Regions from separate parts of the Sus scrofa genome. Here regions 2 and 3 are each linked to region 1. Evidence: chromatin contacts called from public HiChIP or PLAC-seq data. All regions are on one chromosome and are shown on one strand. The core of a region is the stretch at or near the end of the contact, and the rest is flanking DNA. Distances in the headings are between cores, read along the strand shown. Region 1 holds the start of ZMPSTE24 (CAAX prenyl protease 1 homolog). Region 2 overlaps RLF (zinc finger protein Rlf). Region 3 has its middle 10 kb from the start of RLF.

Region 1 (3,613 bases), core at 1-2,500:
TTTTTTTTTTTAGCTTTTTAGGGTCACACCAGCCACATATGGAAGTTCCCAGGCTAGGGGTCATATCAGAGCTACAGCTGCTGGCCTACCACAGCCAGGGAAAAGTCAGATCTAAGCCGGGTCTGGGACCATGTGTAGCTTGAAACAACTTGGGATCCTTAACCCACTGAGCAAGGCCAGGGATCAAACTGCATCTTTATGGATACTAGTTGGGTTCTTAATCCCCTGAGCCACAGCAGGAACTCCCAACGACTTTTAATTACACCGGGCACTCTCACTAAGAGGTATTTAGGAGTTGAGAAATTTGAGATATTTGGTTGCAGTTGTTTACTGCAACACATCTTTGGCATTACAATATTACTTTAAATATTTCTTAGTTGCGGCTGCAGATTTAGCTCAATTTATTGTAAATAATAATTATGCAAATTAACACCAGTCTCTGTGTCAAACCACCTAACTAAATCAGACTTATCTTCAATCAGAAAAACGTTCAAGTCAAATCAATGTGTTAACAGGCATTACTGTGAGCATGTTGCATTTCTGAATTCCAAGACAAACATGGCACTGAGCCTTGATAGGAATTTGTCTCTAGAAAAACACTTTCACTTCAGGTATTTCTAACCTAGCTATCCTTGCTTTACCCAACAGCACACTCCCTTAGGCAAAATGCTGCCTCTGACTTTGCTTGGGACGGAAGAGTTGAGATCTTTAAAGGAAAATTCTCATTACTACCACCAACATGCCCAAATTCAGAACAGCCCAATACAGGCCAAGATACTGCACTTATAACGTCTAGTACTGCTCTTAACTATCCTTTTAGTCTTTTAAGATATCCCATGGATGTACAGACCACAGTCTGAGAAGCACTAGTTCAGAGGAATGATTTCTAGAGCCTGGGAAGTCGGCTCTTCTCTGATTCTTCCCAGCTACCTCACGGCGGGATCCGTGGCCCACTCTGTCCGTTCTGGCTTAGCCTCTAATACCAGTGGGATGTTCCCGGCCGCGGAAAGCACGGCACAGGCTGCACCCAGGCAGGGCATGCCCTAGAACGAAGAAAAGTAATTGCAACTCGGGAGGCTAGAAAGTCGAGAGCTCAGCATCTCAGTCGGGCCCTGGAGGGAAACCGGAACCCTCGGCATAGACCCTAGGTGGACGGGAGCGGGAAGAAAGTTGGTGCAGCTCAGGGGGCGCAGGGGCGGGCAGAGGCCGGAACTCCGCGTCTGGGCGCCCGCCCTCCTGGGGCCGGAAGTCAGAAAGGCGGGGCTTATCTTGCCTCCAGGCCCTGGGCGGCCCCAGGGTGCGTCAGCATGGGGAAGAGTGTTCATGTAACACTGCAGGCTGAGCGAAGGGAGTGGGATGGGCCGGGTGTCGGTATAGGGGCGCTCGGAAGGGACGAATATCGCTGTGACACTGCGGGGACGCTTTGAGGGGACCGGAGTCGGTGTGGCACCAGTGCACGCTGAAGAAGCCGGCGGAGCCGGGTGGCCATGGGGATGTGGGCGTCGCTGGACGCTATGTGGGAGATGCCCGCCGAGAAGCGTATCTTCGGGGCTGTGCTGCTCTTCTCCTGGACAGTGTATCTTTGGGAGACCTTCCTAGCACAGCGGCAGGTGAGCCTAGACAGGGCCCACCTGACCCGACACCCGGTCAGCTCTAGGCCAGCCTCAATCTCGACCCCAAGTACCTGGATGATTGCTGCGACCCCAGCACCAGCTTCGACCTTCTGGGTCCCTACTGAGCCTCCTAACCTGGCCCAATGGCGGGGTTGGCCTGGAGAGGATCTGGTGCCTCAGGACCTTTTCCCGCAACGTAGTCATGGGATCCGGGTAGGTTAGGGCCTGATGAAAGGCAAGGCAGGGCTGCCGGCTTGTCAGGCCTCAGCTCTTGTAGCTGCCCAAAGCTTCCTTAGGATTCTTGGCCTTAGACGTACCTCCTTTATTTTTGGCAGCAACCCATAAGTCTTCACAAGGAAGATGCAAAAATTTTTGAATTACAGCTTCTCCTTGTCCTTTGTGTCATGTTCACATCAACCATAGGACTCCTGAAAATAAAAAATTCACAGTCCTTCCAAGGACTCTTTCCTTAAAAAAAAAAAAAAAAAAGTATATTCTTATTGTTCCAAAAACAATATTTTCTTGTTTTTCTTAAAAGCATCTTTGTTGTTTTTGTTCAAATAGTTTAAACAGTAAAGTAGAAAGTGAAAGTTACTTAACAGTACCTTGGCAAGATATAATAAACAGTTTGATGGATGAGAGAGTTGAATTTTTTTTTGGTTTTACAGCCACTCCTGTGGCATATAGAAGTTGCTGGGCCAGGAATAAAATTGAAGCAGCAGCTGAGGCCTATGCCACAGCCACATACGAGACCCAAAGCTTGTGGCAACACTGGATCCTTAACCCACTGAGCGAGCCCAGGGATGGAACCCGAATCTTCAGGGACACTATGTTGGATTCTTAACTTGCTGAGCCACAACGGGGACTTCGAGAGCTGAACTTTTAAATGAGATGGATTTTAAGTAACCACTTTATTGCAGTCTTTCACTGGCTGGTTTGCTTTACCTACGTTGTTCCATGCTGTCACTGAATTACATCAGTGGTTAGGATAACCTTTTTTATTTATCTATTTATTTTTTTGTCTTTTTGCTATTTCTTTGGGCCGCTCCCGAGGCATATGGAGGTTCCCAGGCTAGGGATCGAATTGGAGCTGTAGCCACTGGCCTACGCCAGAGCCACAGCAACGCAGGATCTGAGCCGCGTCTGCAACCTACACCACAGCTCACGGCAACGCCGGATCGTTAACCCACTGAACCACGGCAGTGACCGAACCCGCAACCTCATGGTTCCTAGTCGGATTCGTTAACCACTGCCCCACGATGGGAACTCCAGGATAACCTTTTTTTTTTTTTTTTTTTCTTTGTCTTTTTGCTATTTCTTGGGCCGCTCCCTCGGCATATGGAGGTTCCCAGGCTAGGGGTCCAATCGGAGCTATAGCCACCGGCCTACGCCAGAGCCACAGTAACGCGTGATCCAAGCCGCGTCTGCAGCCTACACCACAGCTCACGGCAACGCCGGATCCTTAACCCACTGAGCAAGGCCAGGGATCGAATCTGCAACCTCATGGTTCCTAGTCAGGTTCGTTAACCACTGTGCCACGACGGGAACTCCTGAAACCTTTTTCTTGAATATTACAGTCTTTTTTCTCTACAGTTTCTTTTCTCAGTTTACATTCTTTATGACTCTTTAAAAATTTTAATGTTTCTCTGTCTGTCAAAGCCTGGATTATATATAAAGCTCTTTTTGTAGTCTAGGGATATTCATAGAGGTGTTAAGCTGTATAGCACTATGTTCCCTAACTAATTCTTAGGATAGCTTCTTTAGTACAGAATCTTGTAAGTCTAGAGAAGGGCTAGACACAGTATATGATGTCCAAATTGAGGATGAGGTACTGAATACTTGTCTATCCTACTTTAATTATAAGCCTAGTTATTGTCACTACTTTTCGATAATGTCTTTATTCAGTGATGCTTTAATGTAATGTCTTTTATCAAGGGTTTGGTAAGGTGCCCAATAATAAATAGAGAAGCCATTTATTGTAAAACCATTGTAGAAGATGC
Region 2 (3,912 bases), core at 387-2,886, 93 kb before region 1:
TTCTTTTCCTTTTTTAAATGTTGTGGCTTAAATGGCAAAGGGTAGACAGATTGGGGATGGTGATATGTATCACTTTTTTTTTTTTTTTTTTTTTTTTTTTTGGTCACACCTGCTGCGTATGGAAATTCCTGGACCAGGGATCAAACTTGAGCCGTAGCAGTAACCTGAGTCAAAGCAGTGACAATGCCAGGTCCTTAGCTGCTAGGCCACCGGGGAGCTTCTGTATCACTTTTAGGTTATATACATTCTGCCTCTGGTTCACTTAGGATCTCTGGAGAGAACACCCTGGCTATGGCACAGATTCTGTTGTGGTGATGTGGGCACAGAGAAAGCCTGAAGTGCCTTCCGCTAGCCTATAGGGAGCGTATCATGACAAAGATGAACTGAGGCAGAACAACATGGTGGCAGTAACACACTAGATAGAACTGTTGATGTACTCAAAAGAGACATCAAGAACTTCAAGGAAAAGCTGAGTGAGACATTAACAGGAAAGAAAAGTCCTACATTACTAGATGGGCACAAGAGCAGCCAAGCCATAGCTTGTTGGCATGTATTCTCCTAGGCTGTGGCTTGTCTTTTTATTTTCTTAATAGTGTCTTTTGAAGAATACAACTTCTTAATTTTGATAAAGTTCAATTTATCAACTTTTTTTATTTTAGGGCCGCAGGTGCAGCGTATAGAAGTTCTCATGCCAGGGGTCAAATCAGAGCTGCAGCTGCTGGCCTACACCACAGCCTCAGCCACAGCCATGTCAGCTCCAAGCTTTGTCTTCAACCTACGCTGCAGCTCGCAGCAACAGATCCTTAACCCACTATGATCCAACCTGAGGCCCAGCACTTCTAAGACATTGCCGATCTTGTTACACCACAGCAGGAACTCCTGTCAACTTGTTCTCTTATTGATTATGTTTTTCATGTTATATCTGAGAAATCTGGCCAACCCAAGTGCACAAAGGTTTTTTTATATTCTCTTCTAGAGATGTCATTGTTTTAGGTTTTACATTTAAATCTATGATCTATTCGGAGTTAATTTTTGTATATTGTGCGAGGGATAGGTGGAAGTTCTTTTGTTAAAAAAAAATGAACATTTCGGAGTTCCTGTCTTGTGGCTCAGTGGTTAACGAATCCAACTAGGAACCATGAGGTTGTGGGTTCGATCCCTGGCCTTGCTCAGTGGGTTAAGGATCTGGTGTTGCTGTGAGCTGTGGTGTAGGTCACAGACATGGCTCTCATCCCATGTTGCTCTGTGGCTCTGGCATAGGCTGGCGGCTACAGCTCCGATTTGACCCCTAGCCTGGGAACCTCCATGTGCTGTGAGTGCGGCCCTAGAAAAGGCAAAAAGACGAAAAAAAAAAAAAGTCTAAATGTTCCAGCATCATTTGTTGAAAAGACTCCTCTCTCATTGAATTTAGAAATTGCTTTTGTGCCTTGCTGAAAATCAATTAGTCATATGTATGTAGGTCTATTTCTGGACTTTATTCTGTTCCATTGATCTATTCGTATACCTTCATGCCATTACCACGCTCTGATTTTGCTTTTTCAAACAGAAAATACATTATGAAAGCTATATTGCACAGAGACAGGAAGTAGAATGATGGTTGTCCAGGGCTGGAGGGAAGGAGGGGGGGATGGGGAGTTATTGTTTAATAGGTTCAGTTTCAGTTTTGCAAGATGAAGTGAGTTCTGTTGATGGATGTTGGTGATCATAGCCCAGCAGTGTAAATATACTTAATGCCACAGAACTGCACTTATAAAATGGTTAAGATGGTAAACTTTGTTAGACATTGTTTGCCACATTTTTTTTAAGCTATATTGCACAGTGTTTGGTGCTAAACCTGAGTACTCAGTCATTTCAGTTGAGTGATTAAATAAAATCAAGACTCAGAGAGGTTAGCTGGCAAATGATGGGCGCAGAGGTTTGAATCCACAGCCAAAAGGCATGTTACTGCACTCTATTACACAGCTGCTTCAGCATTGTAGTCCTTTTCTCCAGTGTGATAAAGCTTGAGTTTTAAAATCTCCAGATTTAGGAAGTATTCTCGTCACTCTCTTTAATAGTGACTTGATAAAATAGAAATGGGGATATTTGAATTTATCCCTTCTTTTTTTTCCTTTTCTTTAAAGGGCCGCACCTGCGGCATATGGAGGTTCCCAGGCTAAGGGTCAAATTGGAGCTACAGCTGCTGGCCTACACCACAACCATAACAATGTCAGATCCCAGCCAAGTATGTGATTTACATACACCTCAGCTCATGGCAACACCGGATCCCTAACCCACTGAGCAAAGCCAGGGATCGAACCTGCATCCTCATGGATAGTTTGGTTTGTAATCTGTTGAGCCACGACGGTAACTCCAGGAAATATATCTATTTGGGATTTGCTTTTTTCACTTAGCATAATATAGCTTCAAGATTCATTGAGTTTGTAGCATGTGTCAAATTTCTTTGCTTTTTAAGGCTGAATAATATTCTATTTTGTTTGTATACCACAATTTGTTCATCAATCCCTTAATGGATTCTTGGGTTGCTTCCACCTATTGTAAATAATGCTGCTCTGATCATGGATACAAATAGCTCTTTAAGTCCCTGCTTTCAGTTTTTTTGGGTGTGTATCCAGAAGTGGACTTACTGGATCATACAGTAATTCTGTTTAATTTCTGGAGAAACCACCATACATTTTGCACAATGGCTGCACCATTTTATATTCCCACCAATAATGCACAGGGATTCCAAATTCTCCGCATCTTCGCCAACAGTCATTATTTTCTGTTTCTTATGGCTACATCAGTGTCATAGGGAAGTTTGAGGGCCAGAGATCAGTTCTGAGCTGTAGTTGTGACCTAAGCTGTGTAACAATTATCTCTCTTTTTTTTTTTTTTTGCTCTTTAGGGCTGCACTTGCTGCATATGGAGGTTCTCACTCAGGCTAGGGATTGAATTGGAGCTGCAGCTGCTGGCCTACACCACAGCCACAGCAATGCAGGATCCGAGCTGTGTCTGCGACCTACAACAGCTCATGGCAACACCAGATCCTTAACCCACTGAGCAAGGCCAGGGATCAAACCCTCAACCTCATGGTTCCTAGTCGGATTCATTTCCGAGTTGTGCTACAATGGGAATTCCTGTTGTGTTCTTGTTGTTTTTGTTTTTTGGTTTTTTTTTGGCTGCGTCTGCCACATTTGGAAGTTCCTGGGCCAGGGATCAAACCCAGGCTGCAGTTGCAGCCTGCACCATAGCTTTGGCAATGATGGATCCTTAACCCACTGTGCAACATGGGAACCTCCTGTCCAGTGCTGTGTGTGTGTGTGTGTGTGTGTGTGTGTGTGTGTGTGTGTGTGTGTTTGCTATTTCTTTGGGCGCTCCTGCAGCATGTGGAGGTTCCCAGCTTAGGGGTCGAATCGGAGCTGTAGCTGCCAGCCTATGCCAGAGCCACAGCAACGCTGGATCCGAGCCGCGTCTGCAACCTACACCACAGCTAACGGCAACGCCAGATCGTCAACCCACTGAGCAAGGGCAGGGATCGAACCCGCAACCTCATGGTTCCTAGTCAGATTTGTTAACCACTGCACCACGACGGAAACTCCCTGATTTTTGAATGCTAAACTGTTCTGTTATTCTAGGAATAAATCTCACTTGATCATGGTGTATAATCTATATTAATATACTATTGAATTAAGTTTGCTACTATTTTGTTGATGATTTTTGTATCGGTCTGTAGTTTTCTTGTAGTCTTTGGCCTTGGTTTCAAAGTAATGCTGGCCTCATAGAAATCAGTTAGGATGTATTCCCTCTCTTTTGGAAGATTAAGGTTAACTGTTTATGTTAATAAGATTAAGATTAACTATTGAGAGTGTCATCCAAGCTCTCTTCCTGTTAGTGATAACTAAGATGAAGATACCTACAGATGCTGTAGTA
Region 3 (3,743 bases), core at 875-3,374, 120 kb before region 1:
AGCCACAACAGGAACTCTTCCTTCCTTCTTTTTCTTCCTTCTTTGTCACATTTGAGGCATGGGGAAGTTTCCAGGGCAGGGATTGAACCTAAGCTGCAGTTTCAACCTGTGCCACAGCTACAGCAATGCAGGATCCCCAACCCACCACAACACAAGGGAACTTCTCTGGGTCATTTCTTAAATCAGTTCACTGCTTCCAAACATCTGATAATATCTAGGCTGCTTTACTCATTTAGGTTATCTAAGTCATGTAGGAATATGAGTTTATGACACCTGTTTACACTTTCCGCGGGTGATCTCATCTAGTCTCACTTAAATACCATAAACTTTTACATTTTCTTCTTTTGTTTAACAAACATTGAGTGTCCATAATATGCTAGGAACTACTGTGCCAGACACTCAGGACACAGCGTTGAGTAAAATAAGTCACCCTACTTTCAAAGAATTTAACTTCTAGCAGGTGAGAAACACTAAATAATGATAATATAAAGCTAATTAATATGAAAAAATGAAAAGAAAGCAAGGGGATAGAGAAGGCTATTTTGGTTTTTGTTTGTTTGTTTTTGTCTTTTTGCCATTTCTTGGGTCGCTCTCGCGGCATATCGAGGTTCCCAGGCTAGGGGATCGAATCAGAGCTGTAGCCGCCAGCCTACACCAGAGCAACAGCAACACAGGATCCAAGCCGAGTCTGCAACCTACACCACAGCTCACAGCAACGCCGGATCCTTAACCCACTGAGCAAGGCCAGGGATCATACCCACAACCTCATGGTTCCTAGTCGAATTCATTAACCACTGTACCACAACGGGAACTCCCGAGAAGGCTATTTTGGACAGGGTCTTCTGCCTCTCTGAGGGGATAGTTGAACATGAATGAAATGAAAAAAGGAAGAGTTTCTCAGAGGGAATAGTAGGTGCAAAAGTCAAGTCATGGAGCTTATCTATCTTAAGAATGGCAAAGTCAGGGAATTCTCATTGTGGCTCAATGGGTTAAGAACCCAACTAGCATCCATGAGGATGCAGGTTCGATCCCTGGCCTCGCTCAGTAGGTTAAGGATCTGGCATTGCCATGAGCTGTAGTGTAGGTTACAGACATGGCTCAGATCCTGAGCTGCTGTGGCTGTGGTGTTGGCTGGCAGCTACAGCTCTAATTCGACCCCTAGCCTGGGAACTTCCATAGACCATGGGTTTGGCCCTAAAGAGCAAAAAGAAAATTTTAAATCAAAATTATATAGTAATACTAGAAATATAAATTTAGTTTTAAAAAGTAAGTATTGGAGTTCCCGTCGTGGCGCAGTGGTTAACGAATCCGACTAGGAACCATGAGGTTGCGGGTTCGGTCCCTGCCCTTGCTCAGTGGGTTAACGATCCGGCGTTGCCGTGAGCTGTGGTGTAGGTTGCAGACGCGGCTCGGATCCCGCGTTGCTATGGCTCTGGCGTAGGCCGGTGGCTACAGCTCCGATTCGACCCCTAGCCTGAGAACCTCCATATGCCGCGGGAGCGGCCCAAGAAATAGCAACAACAACAACAACAAAAAAGACAAAAAGACCAAAAAAAATAAAAATAAAAATAAAAAAATAAAAAGTAAGTATTGATGTTCCTGCTGTAGTGCAGTGGGATTGGTGGAGTCTTGGGAGTGCTGGAACGCAGGTTCGATCCCCAGCCAGGCACAGTGGGTTAAAGATCTGGTGCTGCCACAACTGAGGCTTAGGTCCCCACTGTGGCCTAGATCTGAACCATGGCCGGGTAACTCCATATGTCATGGAGCACCCAAAAAGAAAACAAAAACTTTATTAAATATCTTAATTCAAATAAAATTATTCCCAAGGCTAATATTTATTACTCATCTATGGAAAATGTAAAGGATCAGTCTTTTTCTTCACTCATGTCACATATAGACACACACACTCATATAATTTAAGTATTATAGGAATTGTTTAATGTTGCAAAATTTTCTTCAGCTACCATGGGACATTGTGCTTATTCATCAGGTGTTTCTGAACTGTGAATTGGAACATGTAGAGCAGCAATTAAAAAAAAAGGAACATTTCGCTGCTACAGGGAAACAATACTCGGTTATGCAAAGATGTATTTATGCTGAGAGGAAGGGTATCACAAGTTCATTTGTGCTTCCTCTTACCTAACTGCTTCTGCTGTTCAAATTCTCTCAGCAGTTCAAAACAGTGCCTGATTCTTTCAAGTGATACAACACAAAGCCTTAAATGCAATTACTGTTCTTTTATTTTTTCTTTCTCTTTCTCTCTCTCTCTCTTTTTTTTTTTTTTTTTTTTTTTTTGTCTGTTTAGGGCTGAACCCGGAGCATATGGAGGTTCCCAGGCTAGGGGTCTAATTGCAGCTGTAGCCGCTGGCCTACACCACAGCCACAGCAAAGCCAGATCCGAGCTGCGTCTGTGACCTACACCACAGCTCACGGCAACGCCGGATCCTTAACCCACTGATCAAGGCCAGGGATCAAACCCGCAACCTTGAGGTTCCTAGTCAGATTTGTTAACCACTGAGCCACGACAGGAACTCCAATTACTGTTCATTTTTAAAATATTGTTCTAGGAGTTCTTGCCGCAGCATGGTGGGTTAAGAATCTGACTGCAAAACACAACAACAACAACAACAGCAAAGACTCTGGCTGAAGTGGCTTGGGTCTGGTCTCGGCTTGGCTCAGTGGCTCTGGCAGATTGGATTCAATCCCTGCCCCAGGAACATCCATATGCTGTGTGTGTGGCCAAAAAAAAAAAAAAAATGTTCTAAAAAAATATATTCTACTATTTGCCATTTTTAGGTACGGAGTTGAGTAGCATGAAGGGCATTCACATTGTTGTGTAACCATCATCACTATCCACCTCCAGAACTTTTCTATCTTCCCAAATTGAGACTCATATCTATTAAATACTAATTACTTCCCATTTGCCCCTCCCCCCAGCTCCTGGTAACCACCATTCTACTTTCTGTCTATAATTTAGACTACTTTGGGTACTTTAGATAGGTGGAATTGTACAGTATTTGTCTCTTTGTAATTTACTTTTTCGGGTGGGGAGGGTTTAGGGCCGCAGTGGTGGCATATGGACGTTCCCAGGCTAGGGGTCGAATCAGAGCTGTGGCTGCCAGCCTACACCACAGCTTACTGAAACGTGGGATTCTTAACCCTCTGAGCAAGGCCAGGGATTGAACTCGAAATCCTCATGGATACTTGTCAGATTTGTTACCGTTAAGCCATGAGAACTCCTCTTTGTTTTTGTTTGTTTGTTTTTGCTTTTTAGGGCCGCATCCTTGGCATATGGAAGTTCATAGGCTAGGGGTTGGATCTGAGCCACAGCTGTGGGCCTAGCCCACAGCCACAGCAATGTGAGATCTGAGCCTCATCTACGACCTACACCACAGCTCACGGCAACACCGGATCCCTGACCCACTGAGCTGAGCGAGGCCAGGGATGGAATCTGCATCCTCATGGTTACTAGTCAGGTTCATTAACCACTGAGCCATGAAGGGAACCCCTGAGAATTCCTCTTTCTTATTTACTTATTTGACTAAGCATATCATCTTCAAGGCTCAAGTATGTGTAATATGCCTTTTTAAAAAAATTTTTAAGGCTGAAAAATGTTCCATTTTATGTATGTGTACACATTATTTTTACCCAGTCATCTGTTGATGGACCATTGGTTGTTTCCATGTTTTGGTTATCATGAATAATACTTCTGTGAAACATCTAAGTCCCTGCTTTTCATTTCT

Evidence for each region. HiChIP or PLAC-seq counts read pairs in DNA pulled down with a chosen protein or histone mark.
Region 2: a contact with region 1 is called in an H3K27ac HiChIP or PLAC-seq map of alveolar macrophages. The contact joins the enhancer-like site here to the promoter of ZMPSTE24 in region 1. A contact is called at or near these places in 1 of 5 promoter capture datasets (liver), 5 of 47 Hi-C or Micro-C datasets (epiblast stem cells, heart right ventricle, liver and 1 more) and 1 of 2 datasets of contacts at active chromatin or transcription factors (alveolar macrophages).
Region 3: a contact with region 1 is called in an H3K27ac HiChIP or PLAC-seq map of alveolar macrophages. The contact joins the enhancer-like site here to the promoter of ZMPSTE24 in region 1. A contact is called at or near these places in 1 of 5 promoter capture datasets (liver), 1 of 47 Hi-C or Micro-C datasets (brain) and 2 of 2 datasets of contacts at active chromatin or transcription factors (alveolar macrophages and skeletal muscle).

The regions. Positions count from the first base shown.
Region 1 is chr6:96,007,057-96,010,669 of Sscrofa11.1, forward strand. ZMPSTE24 (CAAX prenyl protease 1 homolog) reads left to right here and starts at 1,251. Exons shown (of 10, transcript XM_021096012.1): 1 at 1,251-1,610. The coding sequence starts at 1,488.
Region 2 is chr6:95,913,620-95,917,531 of Sscrofa11.1, forward strand. The region is part of intron 1 of RLF (zinc finger protein Rlf); the gene reads left to right. Among named protein-coding and RNA genes, the nearest start is that of RLF, 16 kb to the left of the region's middle. Within about 2 kb of position 1,637, at least 3 of the 83 cell types and tissues checked have an H3K27ac peak or open chromatin away from gene starts, as enhancers often do. A contact at or near this core is called in alveolar macrophages, where this site is marked.
Region 3 is chr6:95,887,892-95,891,634 of Sscrofa11.1, forward strand. No RefSeq gene overlaps it. Among named protein-coding and RNA genes, the nearest start is that of RLF, 10 kb to the right of the region's middle. Within about 2 kb of position 2,125, at least 1 of the 83 cell types and tissues checked has an H3K27ac peak or open chromatin away from gene starts, as enhancers often do. A contact at or near this core is called in alveolar macrophages, where this site is marked.